Linked DNA regions of Callithrix jacchus: region 2 is linked to region 1. Evidence: chromatin contacts called from public Hi-C data. All regions are on one chromosome and are shown on one strand. Each heading gives the region's core, a stretch centred on a gene start, on an enhancer-like site or on the middle of the called end of the contact. The rest is flanking DNA. Distances are from core to core; before and after follow the strand shown. Region 1 holds the start of MARK2 (microtubule affinity regulating kinase 2). Region 2 overlaps MARK2 (microtubule affinity regulating kinase 2).

What was found. Hi-C and Micro-C count contacts between places; a contact is called where the count stands out from the background.
Region 2: a Hi-C map of induced pluripotent stem cells shows a contact between it and region 1, with 2.6 times the contacts expected there. The contact joins the enhancer-like site here to the promoter of MARK2 in region 1. A contact is called at or near these places in 2 of 3 Hi-C or Micro-C datasets (induced pluripotent stem cells and skeletal muscle).

What each region holds. Positions count from the first base shown.
Region 1 is chr10:120,884,581-120,888,504 of calJac240_pri, forward strand. It overlaps MARK2 (microtubule affinity regulating kinase 2), which reads left to right and starts at 2,112. Exons shown (of 18, transcript XM_078341247.1): 1 at 2,112-2,314.
Region 2 is chr10:120,944,099-120,948,022 of calJac240_pri, forward strand. MARK2 (microtubule affinity regulating kinase 2) reads left to right here. Exons shown (of 18, transcript XM_078341247.1): 4 at 2,429-2,477; 5 at 2,805-2,870; 6 at 2,960-3,030; 7 at 3,228-3,284. Among named protein-coding and RNA genes, the nearest start is that of RCOR2, 19 kb to the right of the region's middle. Within about 2 kb of position 2,178, at least 3 of the 16 cell types and tissues checked have an H3K27ac peak or open chromatin away from gene starts, as enhancers often do.

The DNA.
Region 1 (3,924 bases), core at 862-3,361:
CCTCCTGGGTTCAAGCAATTCTTTTACCTCAGCCTCCCAAGTAGCTGGGACTACAGGCGCGCGCCACCATGCCCAGCTAATTTTTGTATTTTTAGTAGAGACGGGGTTTCACCATGCTGACCAGGATGGTCTCGATCTCTTGACCTCGTGATTCACCTGCCTTGGCCACCCAAAGTGCTGGGATTATAGGCGTGAGCCACCGCACCCAGCCTGAACTGGATCTTGAAGTGGTTCTGGAAGCTGAGGTAGGTGACGGGCAATCATCTATCAGCTTGAACAAAGGCATGGAAGTGAGAGAGCTTGGCAGCAGGGTGGGAGTTAGGGAGAAGTGTGATCAGTGATAGTTGGAGAGGTTATTGCAAGGTAATGTGAGGTGGGATTGAGCAAAGTTTTGAATGCAGGCTTTTCCTACAGCCAGGACCAGCTACATAACTTGTGGGGCACAGTGCAAAATGGAAATGCAAGGCCCCTTTGGTCAAAAAATTCAAGATGGTGGGCCTGGCATGGTGGCTCACACCTATAATCCCAGCAATTTTGGAGGCCGAGGAAGGTGGATCACTTGAGATTGGGAGTTCAAGACCAGCCTGGCCAACATGGTGAAACCCTGTCTCTACTAAAAACTAAAAAAATTAGCCAGGCATGGTGGTGGGCACCTATAATCCCAGCTACTGGGGAGGCTGAGGCATGAGAATCACTTGAACCCGGGAGGTGGAGGTTGCAGTTGGCTGAGATTGCACCACTGCACTGCAGCTTGGGTGATAGAGCATTATCTATCTAGTCTAAAAAAAAAGTTTGTTTTTTTTTCAAGACGGTGATGGCAGAGCATTAATCCAAGCTCAGGGCCGTCCTGAGCTCAGGGCTCTGTGTGACTGCACGGGTCCTGGGGCCATGAAGCCAGTCCTGCCTATAACCCATTAGGGAGCTGGTGATAGCTTTCTAGCAGAGCAGAGACATTACTGGAGCTGGACTTTGGGAAGATTATTCTGACATGTCTGGTGCAGTAGGTTGGAGGGAATCAAGGCAGGGAGACAAGCTCCACAGCCTTTGCAAAGCTAGTAAGGAAACGGTTAGGTAGGGTCGGGGTCACAGCCAAGGGCCAAGGGATGAGGCAGGGGTTAGAGCTACAGTGAGAAGCATGGAGGAGTTGGAGTCTATTTAGACGAGAGTGTGGACCAGGGCAAGACTGCTGGAACATCAACCACCAACTGCTTCCTCTGAATTTTCCCTGCTTTTATTAGAGGTGATACCAGGCAATGCATCTCCCTTTGGCCACCAGAGGGCAGATGATTCTCAAGGATTGAATTTGGGTTGGGGGAGTGAAATGTTCTCTGTCCTCTTCCTCTCTCTTCCTCACCTCTATTGGTGTACCTTCACCACCTTCTTCCTCAACGGGTGGGTGCCTGAATGGAGCTGGGGTGGGGCATGGAAAACTGTGCTGGAGTCCCAGGGATTTACTAAGAGTGTGGGTGATACCTGTTGCCTTAGGAAGTACTTTCATACCCCCGCTAATTACATCTGCTCAGATGCCTATTTCTCTGATTGATGGAATGAAGGCTGGCTCAAGATGCTGTAACTGGGAGTTGGAGGTCAAGTAGCCGGGGACCAATCAGCAGTTTTCCCAATAACTCCTGGGTCCTCTCTGCTCCTGTGTACCTTTGAGAACCTGTTGCTTGAGCCTGGTTTCTGACTTCCATGGGGCCTCTGCCTCCCGCCCACCTTAAGCCATGGATGGGAGGGTGTGGTTCCAACGTGTTTCAGCTACTGTGGGTGAGGACAGCTTGGTGCTGGGGAAATCAGCCCAGGATACTGCCTGTCCTTGGTAACAGTGTAAGGGGAAGTGAGGAGTTGACTGCAGTTGCCAAATAGATTTCCTGTTAGTCAAGGGCTCTCCAAAGCCGAGAGGGACCTCAGAGTTCATGAATCCAATGGCTTCACTTTACTGATGGGGAAAATGAGGCCCAGAGAAAGAAAGAAAAGAAACTTTAAATACCTTATCTTGCAGAGGCATTTTAAAAGGTAATTGGAATACAGAAACGTCATTTCGAGTGTCAATGTAGGAGCAAAGGCATAGGAAAGAGGAGCCTAAACTCAGTGATGTTATGTGATCACGCGGCATTTTCACTTGGCAGAGCTGGGGCTGAACTGCAGGGCCCCGGATGCTCCCGCATCCAGTGCAGAGGACGCTGCCCTGGGCCTGCCTGGGGCCTTGCCGAGCCCTGCGGACTAGATGCGGGGATCCATAGAAGCCAAGATAGACGATGGCAAGTGGTGGATAGGAAGCAGACAGGCAATAGACTGATTCTGCATAAGACAGGTATGTTGATAGGCTAGATGATAAAAGGGAGGTGGATTTTATGAGACGACCGACAGACGGACAGAAATGCAGACAGGAAGTTGCTATAGAACCAGAGGATGCTAATCGCAGGGACGGCTAACAACCTTGTTTTGTATTTAGTCAAATCACAAGCACTGACAGGTGACCGACGCTTCCCGTTCAAGATTTGAAAATACCCGAAAACTGACGGAAAGACACGAAGCGAATCAGACTCCGAGAGCCACCCGGGGAAACAACCGGGGGCTCGGAGGGCCTCGGGTGTTGCCGGAAATGGCCGACGACCGCCCTCAGCAGCGCGGCGGGAGGGGGCGTGGCCGGCTCAGCACGCGGAGCAGCTTCGGGTGTTTCCGGAAATTGCCGAAAGCCCTCTTGAAGTGGGCGGGGGAAGACCGGTGGGCGTGGCTGGATGGTTGTGTAAGGGGGCGGAGGGGTAGATACCCGGGGTCGCTTCGTGAATTTCCGTAAACAGAGCCGAAACTTCGTCTTCGGAATCGAGGAGGTGCGCGCGTCCCCGGAGTTTACCTTCTTCGGCTGTTTCCGGAATTCACCCGTAGTCTGTGGCCGGGAGGAGAAGGCGCTCCCCACCTCCCTTTTCTAGCCGCTTCGGATGTTTCCGGCTGCTGCCGGCGGAAAGAGCCGAGGGCCGGCGGTGGTGGCGGCCATGTTGGGAGCAGCAGGTCCGGCGGCGGCTGCCTGTGTGCCGGGCGCGGAGCAGTGCCGCTGAGGGCAGGGGAGGAGCGAGGCAGGCGGCCGGCTGCGGCGGCAGAGAGTAGGCGGAGCGGCGCGGCCCGGCCGAAGGGCGGCACAGCCCAGCCGGGGGTCGGGGGGGTGCGGTCCGGAGCCGCTCGGAGCCGGCGCGGCCTAGCCCGAGCGGCGCATCCCCGGGCTGGCGTGAGCGGCTGCCCGGCCTCCCCGCACCCCCGGCCGGGGCCCATGCGGCGGGTGCTCCTGCTGTGAGAAGCCCCGCCCGGCCGGGCTCCGCGCCTTCCCTTCCCTCCCTTCCTCCAAGCTTCTCGGTTCCCTCCCCCGAGATACCGGCGCCATGTCCAGCGCCCGGACCCCCCTACCCACGCTGAACGAGAGGGACACGGAGCAGGTAAGGAGCCCTGAGGGCTCCCCGAATTCTTTGGCTGGGCCCCTTGCACCTTGCGGAGCCTCCTCCCTCTGCTCTCCTTGTGCCCCTGCTGCCATCCTGCAAGCCTCGGCTGCCCTGTCATCCGGCTCCCGGCTCCGGCCCCGCACATACCGCTTCCGAGTCCTGACCTGGGACCCACCTTGTCCTGACTACAAGCTGTACACTTGTCTTTCTGCCAACCCCCCCGCTCCCCTCACCACCCTCCTGCGCTCTTCCGTGTCACCTCCCCAGCTTCCCTTTCTCTTCCCTTTTTCTCTCAGGGGCCTTTCTGGTCTTCCTCCACCCACGCTTAAAGCAGCCACCCTCCCGCCCCTCGAATAGCAGCACCCGGCGATTTGCCACAGATCTTTGTCCACCTCTCCCTTCGTCTCTCCTGCCTCGCTTCCCCTCCGCCCGCACCGGTTCTGCTAGTCTCTGGTTATCACCCTCAGGGTCCTTGCCCCTGACTGTGCTC
Region 2 (3,924 bases), core at 928-3,427, 60 kb after region 1:
CTTCCCTCCCATGGCTCTGCTGCCTTCAGGGCTTTAGTTGGATCCTCTGTGGGGACTCCTCCTGAGTGGGTTTCCTGGCCACAGGCACTGGCTCTTCTGAAGTCTTTCTGTCCATTCCCAGCCACTTGGCCTACCTGTCTGACCCACTTCCTGCATCTTGTTATCTTCTGGCTTGTGGCCAGCCCTATGCAAAAACACATGTTTGTAGCCACTACTAGAAACACACAAGCTTCTTCAAGATCTGGAGTGATCCAGGGGAGTGGCTTTAGAAATACGAGGATAGGAGGAAGCAGGGAACCTGCGCTGGGTTCGGTGCCAGCTATTTTTTAGAGAATGAGCTCTGGCTTAGATTTTCTGAACAAAACCTAGATCTGTTCATCTTGTGGCAAATCAGATATTTTCTCCATAAATATATTGTGGTAGTTGAGTTAGGAGAAGGCATGATTTGTGCTAACAGAGTCAGATACAGTGATACTGGCAACCTTCTGAGTAGGGGTTGAGGATTGTTGTTGAGGGCAGTGCTTATGGAATTAGAGTGGATGAGATGTTCCCCTGACATGCAAACAGCTAGAACCAAGGTGTTTCCTATTTATTGTTAACGCCAGAATCCCTTCAAGGGTTCTTCAGTTCAATGGAAGCATTGCTGTCATCACCAGGATGTCCCTGCTTGGAGCTTTCCAGGAGGAAGGAAAAAAGGGCTGCTCATGACATATTGGCTCCAGCCCCACAGAAGTAGAAGTCCGCATGGGATGGGCATTTGGTCTTGGGAGCAGTCTAGCCTGCCATCATAATAGTTGCCAGTCCACCAAGCCATCTTATTCCCTGCCTTGTTTTTCTCCCTAATTCTTCCTGACTCTCTGGAAGGCACCAACACCAGACAAATAGAGCCATTTTCAAAACCTTTGAGACTCTTTGTTACTAAAGCCAGTCTGATTCTGGCCAAAAATGTGATCCCAGCAATGATTCCTAAAAAATGAATATTGAAGAATCTAGCTCCCTCAGGGGTCTAGACGAGCTCAGAAAACCCCAAGTTCTCCCAGAAGAATGCCGCTTTCATGCCGGGTGAGCACCCTCAGGGGAAGAAGCCCTGGTAGCCACCACTGGCGCCATTTCAGTGCTGCTCTCCATGACTCCCCAGAGGGTGGTATCCAAGCTTTTTGCCTCTTCATCCAAAATATCTATTGGACCAGGGAAGAAAGTAAGAAAAACCTAGGCTCTGGCTGGGCGCAGTAGCTCACGCCTGTAATCCCAGCACTTTGGAAGGCCAAGGTGGGTGGATCACGAGGTCAAGAGATCGAGACAACCCTGGCCAACATGGTGAAATCCCATCTCTACTGAAAATACAAAAATTAGCTGGGCGTGGTAGTGTGCGCCAGTAGTCCCAGCTACTTGGGAGGCTGAGGCAGGAGAATTGCTTGAACCCGGGAGGCGGAGATTGCAGTGAGCTGGGATCGCGCCATTGCACTCCAGCCTGGAGCCTGGCAACAAAGCAAGACTCTGTCTCGAAAAAAGAAAAAAGAAAGAAAAACCTAGGCTCTAATAAAGGGTAAGGTCAACACTGGGTTCCTGAAGATTGGAAAGCCTCTTTCTTCTTTTCCTTTCTAGCTCAGGAGCTCTAGGGCATCATTAAAGGGGAAACAAATGTATTCACTTTACTCCATAAACCATATCTTGAAGTAGGGCTTCCCCTAAGCCCCTGACAAAACAACAACAAAAACTAGTTCTCTTCTTTGTGCAAGTGATGAGGCCTGGAATTTCAAAAAGCCCCACCTCCAGTTCTCTGGCCCCCGCAGAGGGGAAGGAGTTCATTTCTGTCATCTTTCTTTATGGAAGTACATGGTTTGGAGCCCCTGGTTTTGTTTCACAAAGAGAGCGTGAGTGTGTGGAGGTGGATTTGATTAAAATTGGCATCAGCTATATATAGGAGTGGCTTCTTCTATCATCACCCTGAAGGCCTATCCTCTAGAACAGAGCCCTCCGACTGCTGTAAATGAGAAAATGATGGGGTCCCTCTCTGGTGCTCTACCACCCCTTTACACAGACCAAGCTGGGGTGTATGCTGTCACTGAACCGAGGCAGCAGCTCGGGTTCTGAATATTCACGCACATGGGTTCGCACTCCCTCCAGTAGAGGCACCCAGCCAAAACCCGCCTGCTGTTTTGGGGCTGGATTTGGTAGACGCAGCAGAGGGCATGGCTGGCTCATCCTGATGCCATGCTGGGTAGCAAGTCCCCACAGCAGCCCTCCTCCAGCTTCCCTGGCTTCCCAGCCACGGGGAAGGCCATGCATGAGCTAGACAACAACGCTATTTTCTTTTCCCTGCCTGGTTTTGATTTTCTGGGGAAAAAAGTCCTAGCAGGGGCTCTGTTTGGAGGGACCTGAGGGGAGCAAGTTGAGCATGCCTGAGCCCTGGTATTTTATCTTCCAGCTATTCCGCGAAGTAAGAATAATGAAGGTTTTGAACCATCCCAACATAGGTGAGCATACCTTGTCATTTCTCTCTTCTTCCCCAACAGCGAGGCTCTGCTTTCCAGCTTCTCATCTTCTCTCTGAGATGCACTGCCTTTTGGAGTTTGCAGTCTTCAAGGAGTTTCCTGGGGAAGCTCAGCTCAAAATCCATCTCCCCTTCTGACACACTGGGCTGTCCTTAGTAGTTTGGCTGGCATGAGAGGAGCTTGTTCTTGGGAGTGGGAGATCCTGAAAGGAAGGGAGACTTTCGTCCCTAGGATGCTCCTGGACATATTGGAGAGCAGTATGTGGCCCCTGCTGCTTCTTGACTTAAGGCTTGGCCTTTTCTCTTGTAGTTAAATTATTTGAAGTGATTGAGACTGAGAAAACGCTCTACCTTGTCATGGAGTACGCTAGTGGCGGTAGGTGTGGAAATGCCTCTTCCTCTTGTGTCCCTACTTCTTCCACGTCCAGCCAGCTCAGACTGAGGTCCCTGCCTGGTCTCTTACAGGAGAGGTATTTGATTACCTTGTGGCTCACGGCAGGATGAAAGAAAAAGAGGCTCGAGCCAAATTCCGCCAGGTAGGTGTGACTCCATCCACAGGCTCTGGGCCCGACCTCTGCCTTTTGGGGTTTGACATGTAAGGATAAGCTGCCTGTACTTTGGGCTCTGCTTATCTGTGTGGCAGCTTAGCACTAGGTCACAGGGTCACTGCTCTGCCAGGCCCCGTGGCCCACTCTCAGGTGCCCCTGGGTTAACCCTTCTTCCTTCCTTTCAGATAGTGTCTGCTGTGCAGTACTGTCACCAGAAGTTTATTGTTCATAGAGACTTAAAGGTAAGGCACGCACTTCTCCTTGTGCCTGTAAGTGGGGGCTAGGTTGTCCCTCTTGGTTCTCCATGATAAAACCATCAATAACCATCAGGCCCTGAGTCTTCCAGGAAACTCGAGGCTTTCATTTGTTTTTTTGAGATGACCAGAAAGCCCCTAGGGCTGCTTCTGATAGAGACCTTGCGGCTGGACCTTGGGTTCCACCCCAGCCTGTGAGCAGGGGGCCTCTGCCATTTCACCTCCCAGCACATCACTCTTCAGTGCTGCCAGGCAAGGCAGGCACACTCCAGGCTTTTTCGGTCTTTCAGGCAACCTGGTAGCTGACCCAGGGAAGAGTGCTGAAAGTTCCGCAGCTGTATCCCAGCTGCTTTGCAGGCACGCACGCATATACCATCTCCATTACCAAGATGCTCAAGTTTGAGGACACCTGTGAGTCTTCTGGCTGCCAAGTCCTCACAGACATGATTTGATTAACCTGGGCCTGATGCTGAAGCTTTGCACAGCTCACAGGGTCTCTGGGCCTTCTGATCCCAGTCTCTCATTGCTGCCCGTGTGAGGAGTGGCCTACACTGCCATCCTCCTGCCCAGCCTGCACGCTGATTGAAGCCCTGCCCTGAAATTGGTGGAGAAGGTTCTGAGACTGAAG